Regions from separate parts of the Gossypium hirsutum genome. Here region 1 is linked to region 2. Evidence: chromatin contacts called from public Hi-C data. All regions are on one chromosome and are shown on one strand. Each heading gives the region's core, a stretch centred on a gene start, on an enhancer-like site or on the middle of the called end of the contact. The rest is flanking DNA. Distances are from core to core; before and after follow the strand shown. Region 1 holds the start of LOC107899818 (ENTH domain-containing protein C794.11c). Region 2 holds the start of LOC107900209 (aspartic proteinase PCS1).

What was found. A called contact is a pair of places that touch in the nucleus more often than the background predicts.
Region 1: a Hi-C map of leaf shows a contact between it and region 2, with 3 times the contacts expected there. The contact joins the promoter of LOC107899818 here to the promoter of LOC107900209 in region 2. A contact is called at or near these places in 2 of 34 Hi-C or Micro-C datasets (both in leaf).

What each region holds. Positions count from the first base shown.
Region 1 is chrD06:60,520,523-60,524,024 of Gossypium_hirsutum_v2.1, reverse strand. It overlaps LOC107899818 (ENTH domain-containing protein C794.11c), which reads right to left and starts at 1,497. Exons shown (of 5, transcript XM_016825571.2): 1 at 1,478-1,497; 2 at 1,230-1,373; 3 at 1,030-1,152. The coding sequence starts at 1,497. TRNAK-CUU (transfer RNA lysine (anticodon CUU)) reads left to right here and starts at 2,321; the gene lies at 2,321-2,393.
Region 2 is chrD06:60,335,742-60,339,718 of Gossypium_hirsutum_v2.1, reverse strand. It overlaps LOC107900209 (aspartic proteinase PCS1), which reads left to right and starts at 2,258. Exons shown (of 1, transcript XM_016825902.2): 1 at 2,258-3,977. The coding sequence starts at 2,347. The coding sequence ends at 3,678.

The DNA of each region.
Region 1 (3,502 bases), core at 248-2,747, 190 kb before region 2:
TTTAAAGACATTATATTAATTTTTTTTTTTGGGAGCAGGAGGAAGGGATGTCATTGATTAAATATGAAACTAAGAGTTAATAATATGATAATTTACAAGAAAATATGAGGGTTTTCTTTCCTTAATAAAGTTCCTTACATTAGAATTCGATAAGAAAAAAAAATTGTGTATATTTTGGGGTAAAGCTAGAAAATTTATTTAGGGGTTAAGATAAAATTATAAAATTTTGGAGAGATGAATGTTAAAAAGTTTATGATAGAATGCTTAAATTACATTATTTATATGGTTAAAATGTGCCAAAAGTCTTTATACTTTTCAAAATTTAAAAATTTAGACTTTGAACTTTTATTTCATGGAATTTAGTCCTATTGGCTTCTACTTTTCAGATTTCAAAATTCAGGTCCAACTGTTAGCTCTTCTAAGTTCTTTTTGTTAAATTTGTTACTACGACATTTTCTAAATAAAAAATCTACTCACTCGGTAGCCATGTAATTAAAAAAATGAATTTGTAATTAACTTGAATTTAACAAAAAGAATTTAGCAGTGTTAACAATTGGACTTAAATTTTGAAATCTTAAAAGTAAAGGAACTAAATTCCATGAAATAAAAGTATAAAGACTAAATTTTCAATTTTCAATTTTCAAAAAGTACAGAGACTTTTGACACATTTTAACCTATTTATATTTTTGGAGGGGCTAGAAATGAAAAATATTCATTAATGCAAGAGCTAAAAAAATTAATTTTTGGAGAGGCTAAAGGGAAAATTTCCTATTTAATCACTTCAGTACTTCACCACTATATATATCGAGAATTGAATCGAAATTCTATTAAATATTAAAAACGAAACGAATTTGATTAAAACCGATTCTTTTTTCAAAGCTTGAAAATAAAAAAATAAAAAAAAGGTTATAAATATTAAATCTTATACCTAGCAAATGCCATAAACTAAAAGATTATTAAACCCGAATTCAAAATATGAATAATCTCAAATGTTAGAATGAAAAAGGAAAAAGAAAGAAAGTTGATAACCTCTTATGTAAAATCTTAACAATTCTCCAATAATCATCAACTTCAAAGGCAGCCCTTGATATTTCAGCCAGTTTACATGCATTTGGTGATAACATGTTCCCATCTGTGGCTTCTTCAGTTAAGCTTCAAAAGCAACAAATTGTCGGATAAAACAAGGACTTATATTGAAACTAAACAATTGTAAGAAAAAAGAAGCTTACAATTCAACTGGTGTAACATCTGTTAAAGCCAATCTTACAGTTTTGATCTGTTCTTTTAAGAAAAAAGAAGCTTGTCTCTTGAATTCATGGAAAACAACACTCCCCATTGTTTTTCTTTTTGGAAATATCAAGGATTGAACAAGCCTTTAAATAATTAAGGATTGTATCTATATACACACTTAACAACTCCATTACCATAAAAAAACAGTTGAGTCACCAACTACTCTCTTGGAAGATGATTTGCATACGTAATGAGGAAAATTATCATTTATTTGTCGGTATTTATTTTAAATCGGATAAGTATTTATGGTCAAAAATATTTTTATAATATAATCCACCAAAAGTTGAGAGAATGAAATGAAATTAACTTGTTTGAGGGTGGGTTTGGATAGTGGTATGTTTATCTGCGGTTAATGTAAAAACAACGATGAAGGTGAGATTAAATACTATAACAATATTGTAGCTTAAGACAAAAAAATAAGCTAAACGCACCATATCACATCCAATCGCTCATCCAAACTAACCCTCTAAGGGTGACTTTGGATGGGCCGTGCGTTTACCTGCGGTTAGTGTAAAAATAGCGGTGGCGGTGAGATTAGAATACTGTAGCGTGAGACAAAAAATAAACTAAACGCACCGCACCGCACCGCACCCAATCGCCCATCCAAACCCACCCTAAATCTTGAACAAATAAGTTTGGACACATTCAACTTCCAAATTAGCTAGAAATGCAATGGGATGTGGTGACAATATGAGCATTGTTAGGCAAATTTGGGTATAGATTTGTTAAATTAGTGGTTTTGCTTGACCAAGAAATTGCAGTTTGAACTGCATTCTTCACTGATTTTTATACTTGGATATTAAATACCTAATATGTCAACTTAATTTAGTTTCACATGAATTTATGCATATAACTCCCTTATATTTATTTAATTTTAACATTATATTTCATATATTTTTCACATAAATCATACACAAAATTTTAAAAGTCTTCTATTTCTTTTATTCTACATTCTAATTTCAGACTCCAATAAATTATAACAAAGTCAAAATATTGATTATTTGTATAAGACAATTTAGCAACAGTACAAGCCCGTCTAGCTCAGTCGGTAGAGCGCAAGGCTCTTAACCTTGTGGTCGTGGGTTCGAGCCCCACGGTGGGCGTTTTCTTTGTTTTTATTCCGGGCTTTCCTTTGCTATTCTCTTTCCCCCTAAAATGGGCCGACCTTTTTAGCCTTAAGTTTAACTCACTTTTACGATGGGCCCACGGTGGGCGCTTTCTTTGTTTTTATTCCGGGCTTTCCTTTAAACAAAGAGTGAAAGTTTTGGTATTCTCTTTCCCCCTAAAATGGGACTACCTTTTTAGCCTTTAGTTTAACTCACTTTTACGATGTGCTAGAGAAGGTTTTTTTTTTTTAAAGAATTACGAAATACAAATATATGTTCGAATAATCACAAGTACTAAATTGTTACATTACAAATGATCACAAAGAAAAATCAAACTTGTATAGTACGAAAATTAAGAACTAGTATAATTTAGACCAAAGTCAACAAACTAGATTAAAACTACACATTAAATCAATCACACATGATAAGAGTCAATGACCCAAGCACATAATTGCACATGATAAGTCTCACACTAAGGTACTCAAGATCCTAAAACTCTACTTTTACCAATCGAGCCAATTATTTGTTTATTTATAAAAGAAAATTACTCATGTCTAGAAATTTTTCGTCTGGAATGTCTAGAATTAGATTTTGAAAACTGTTTTAAAATAAAATTTGAAGTTTTTCTTTCTCATATGAAGATATATTTACTTTACTAAGTCTCTTTAAATTTTCAAAATTTGATGATCATATTTTATGAAAATTAATAAGTTGCTTCAATTGGTAGCGCTACTGAACCTTATTGTTAAACTATTGATTTAGGAATTAACAATCGATCAATTTTTATGCAATGAATTAGCAAAAAATAATATTTCAACAATTTATATGCAATAAACTAACAAAGACTAGCATCTAAATTTTATGTATTTACCAACAACTAGACTAACTTCTTAGTTATCTTAAAATTAAATTTAATTAAATTTTCAACTTAATAGTTTTACACAACATTAACAATTAAAATAGAAACAATTATGCAATAAATCAAATAAATCTAATTAACAATCATGGCAATACGCACAAATTATAGTAATTTAGGGTAATTAAGGGCGTATTTTTAACTAGTGATCATATAAATACAAAGTGATTATGTTAGTCGGATAATATGC
Region 2 (3,977 bases), core at 1,009-3,508:
TTATATTTTATGTAAAATCTAAAAAAATACATTTTATAAAATTTAAATCTAAGATAACATTTCAACCAAAGCCTCATTTATTTTTTACATCAATCTTTTTCAATGGTATAATCTAGTAAAAAATTAAATGTACCTTTCAAGATAAAAAAAATATTTAAAGTTTAATATTAACATAATTAAAAATGGGTTACGTGATTATCTTTTAACAATTGTTATTTTATGAAGGAAGAGCATTATATATATTTTTAAACGAGACATTTTATTTTGTTATACATTAAAAATTAAGAGATGTTCACCCATAAAATTCACTTGAATTCAAACTTTCGATGAATAATTAATATTTTAATTATATATTACCAAAAAAGTTAATTAAAAATATACAATACACTTAAACAATCTAACCCTCAAAAAAACACAAGAAAAAACCTAAATCCATTTCCCTCATATTCAACATGATAAAGGACCCCAACCTTCACAAATAAAAGATTGAAGTATGTTTGTTCAAAAAAACAAAGATTAAAGTATGCATTGATTCAAAAAATAATAATAATTAAAGTATGCTATAAGTTGTTGTATTTTTTTAAATTTAAAAATTTAATTCATATATTTTAATTTTTAAAATTTCGGTTCTTTTACTTTTCAGATTTCAATTCAGATTCAATTGTTAATGCTATTAATTTTTTTGAGAAATAATTTGTTGATTTGATATTTTGAAATAAAAAATACTTACTTGACAAACATGTAATTAAAAAATGACATTATAATGAATTTGAATTTAACAAATAATAATAATGATAATAACAGTTGAAACTGAATTTTGAAATTTAAAAAATTTAAAGTTTGTATTCTTGAAAATAGAAGTACATGGACTCAAGTCTAAAATTTCAAAGAGTACAAGTACTTGTGGCATTATCATGCCAAGAAAAAAAACGAAAATGAAAGGCAAGGAAAGTGGATGACGGGAAACCCGAGGGGTGACAACCACCTACGCACCACTATCGGAAGAAGGCATGAAGCCCTTTCCCAAAGGTCATCCATAGCTAAATCGACAAGACAGAGGGACTAATGACAAAATGACAAGATAGATTGAGAGCGCCAAGCGAAGCTAGGATTTTTTTTTAGGTAATATTAAATAGTATATTTTATAAGAGCTAAAATATAATTTTATCATTTAATAGTTTATATTTTTAAAGGAATAAATCAAAATTTTATCATTTTTAGAGAGTCAAAATGTAATTTTAATATGTACTAATTTAAAATTTCATAAATTTTTAAAAATCAAAAATTTCTATTTTAGAGAGGTCAAGACCTCTACTAACCCTCTAGTGTTGCCCCACAAAGGTAAAAAGAGGTGAACCAACGACCCAAGTGCCAACCGGTTAAAAACCAAATTGCAAGATTTTACCAAAAAAAAAACTTGAATAAATTAAATTAATATGATGAAAAAGTACATAAAAAAGTATTCTAAAAATTTTAATTGTTATTTAAAATTATCAAAAATACTTTACATGGAAAAAAATACAAACATGAATAAATATTACCACCTTATCTTACCTATACGTGAATATATATTAAGGGTTAGTTTTTCATTATATTTTGAGAAGTACGGTGAGAAAGTATTTTTGAAAATTTTAATTTAAAATTTAAGTGGATTGTATTGTTGTTAAAATGTGTTTTTAAGAAGAAAAAGAATATCTATTTTAGACGTTATAAAGTAAAAATATATATTTAAATAATATTAAATTTCATTAATATTACAATATTTCAGTAAAAATATAAGAAAACAATATTATTAATATTTTGATATAAGAAATATAAATTTAAATATTTTAAAGCAATTAATGTGAATTGTTAATAAATTTTAATTTAACTGTATAAATTATATTTTAAATATTAAAAAATACTTTAATAAAAAATAACCGTATATTCAATGTAAATATTATAAAAAAATAAAAGTTAAAAGTATCATTTTACTTTAAAATTACTTTTTTCTATACATAAAAGTGCATTACTTTTTATTGCTTATGATGCAAAAAGTTTTTTTTGCTCTGAAAACATTTTTAAAATGCAATGGAAAAACAGGTGTAAATAGCTGGAGTTTCAAAAAAAAAAAAATCGTATGACCAATTTAAGAATTTTCTTTTAAAAAAATATAAATAAATAGAACAATTTTTTTCCTTCAATTTTTCTATTTTATTTAATTTTTAAAAAAAGAATAATGATTTTTGCTACCACTATTTAAGGAACCAAAGCTAAACGAAACTCAAAAAACTTTCAAACAACAGTTACATTTTACGTACAAAACAAAACCGAAGATCAAAGCACTCTTTTCCCAAAACTAAATCAATGTCTTCTTTTCATTTTCTGCTTCATTTGACAATTTTCCTCCTTGTTTTCCATCAAAAATTTTCTTTTCCTTCCAAACAAACAACACTTTTTTTACCTCTCAAAACAACCCTTGGTCGACCCCCACTTACCTTTGCCCGTAACTCTAAACTTTCCTCCGCCGCCGCCACCAACAAGCTTGGCTTCCACCATAACGTTACTTTAACAGTTTCTTTATCCGTCGGCTCGCCGCCACAAAATGTCACTATGGTCCTCGACACTGGGAGTGAACTCTCATGGCTTCACTGCAAAAAAATTCCCAACTTAAATTCCGTTTTTACCCCTGAACTTTCCAAGTCTTACATTCACATCCCTTGCGCTTCACCCATTTGTAAAACCCGTACCCGAGATTTACTCGTACCCGCTTCCTGCGAACCGAATAATAAGCTGTGCCACGTGGCTGTCTCTTATGCCGACGCTTCCTCAATTGAGGGAACTCTCGCGTATGAGAATTTTGTAATCGGGTCCTCCGTCCGACCCGGGTTTTTATTCGGGTGTATGGACTCAGGTTTTAGCTCGAATTCAGATGAAGATTCGAAAGCAACCGGGTTAATGGGCATGAACCGTGGGTCCTTATCATTCGTGAGTCAAATGGGTTTTCCCAAATTCTCGTACTGTATATCGGGTTTTGACTCGTCTGGTGTTTTACTTCTCGGCGATACGAGATTCTCGTGGCTTAAAACGTTAAATTATACTCCTTTAATTCAAATATCCGATCCATTGCCATATTTTGATCGGGTTGCATATACGGTGCAATTAGAAGGTATTAAAGTTGGGAACAAAATGTTGGACCTACCAAGATCCGCTTTTTTACCGGATCACACGGGTGCGGGTCAAACAATGGTTGATTCGGGCACCCAATTTACTTTCTTAATGGGTCCGGTTTATACCGCGTTAAGAAACGAGTTTTTGCAACAAACAAGAGAGGTTTTACGAGTTTTTGAGGATCCGAACTTTGTTTTCCAAGAACCAATGGACTTATGTTACCAAGTTGACGAGTCACCCGGTACGATTTTTTCGGATTTACCACGAGTTAGTTTGATGTTTCAAGGAGCCGAGATGAGCGTATCGGGCGAGAGGCTATTATATCAAGTACCCGAGATGAATAAGGGGAGTGATTCAGTATATTGCTTCACATTTGGGAACTCTGATCTATTAGGTATTGAAGCGTTCGTGATTGGCCATCATCATCAACAAAATGTGTGGATGGAATTTGATTTGGTGAAATCAAGGGTTGGATTTGCAGAGATCAGGTGTGATATTGCCGGTCAACAACTAGAGATGGGCCTTTAAAAAAAAGGAACCCACCAAAGGATTAAAATGGAAGAGACATTTTTTGAAGTTCAGAATGAAGCCAACATAGTCCAATCAGGGCCCATCTTTATAAATAAAGATGGACCGTTGATCGTACGACCATATTGGTACTTAATTTTTCATTGTAATATTAATTATATTAAAATATTTATAATCCATATTTTGATTTTATGAAAACTTGTTAAAAATTCTGAAATTAGAGCTTTTATTAAATGCATTTATTATGTTTGTGTCGATGTCATGCTAGTGCTCGAGTTTTCACATCGTGTAACATTATC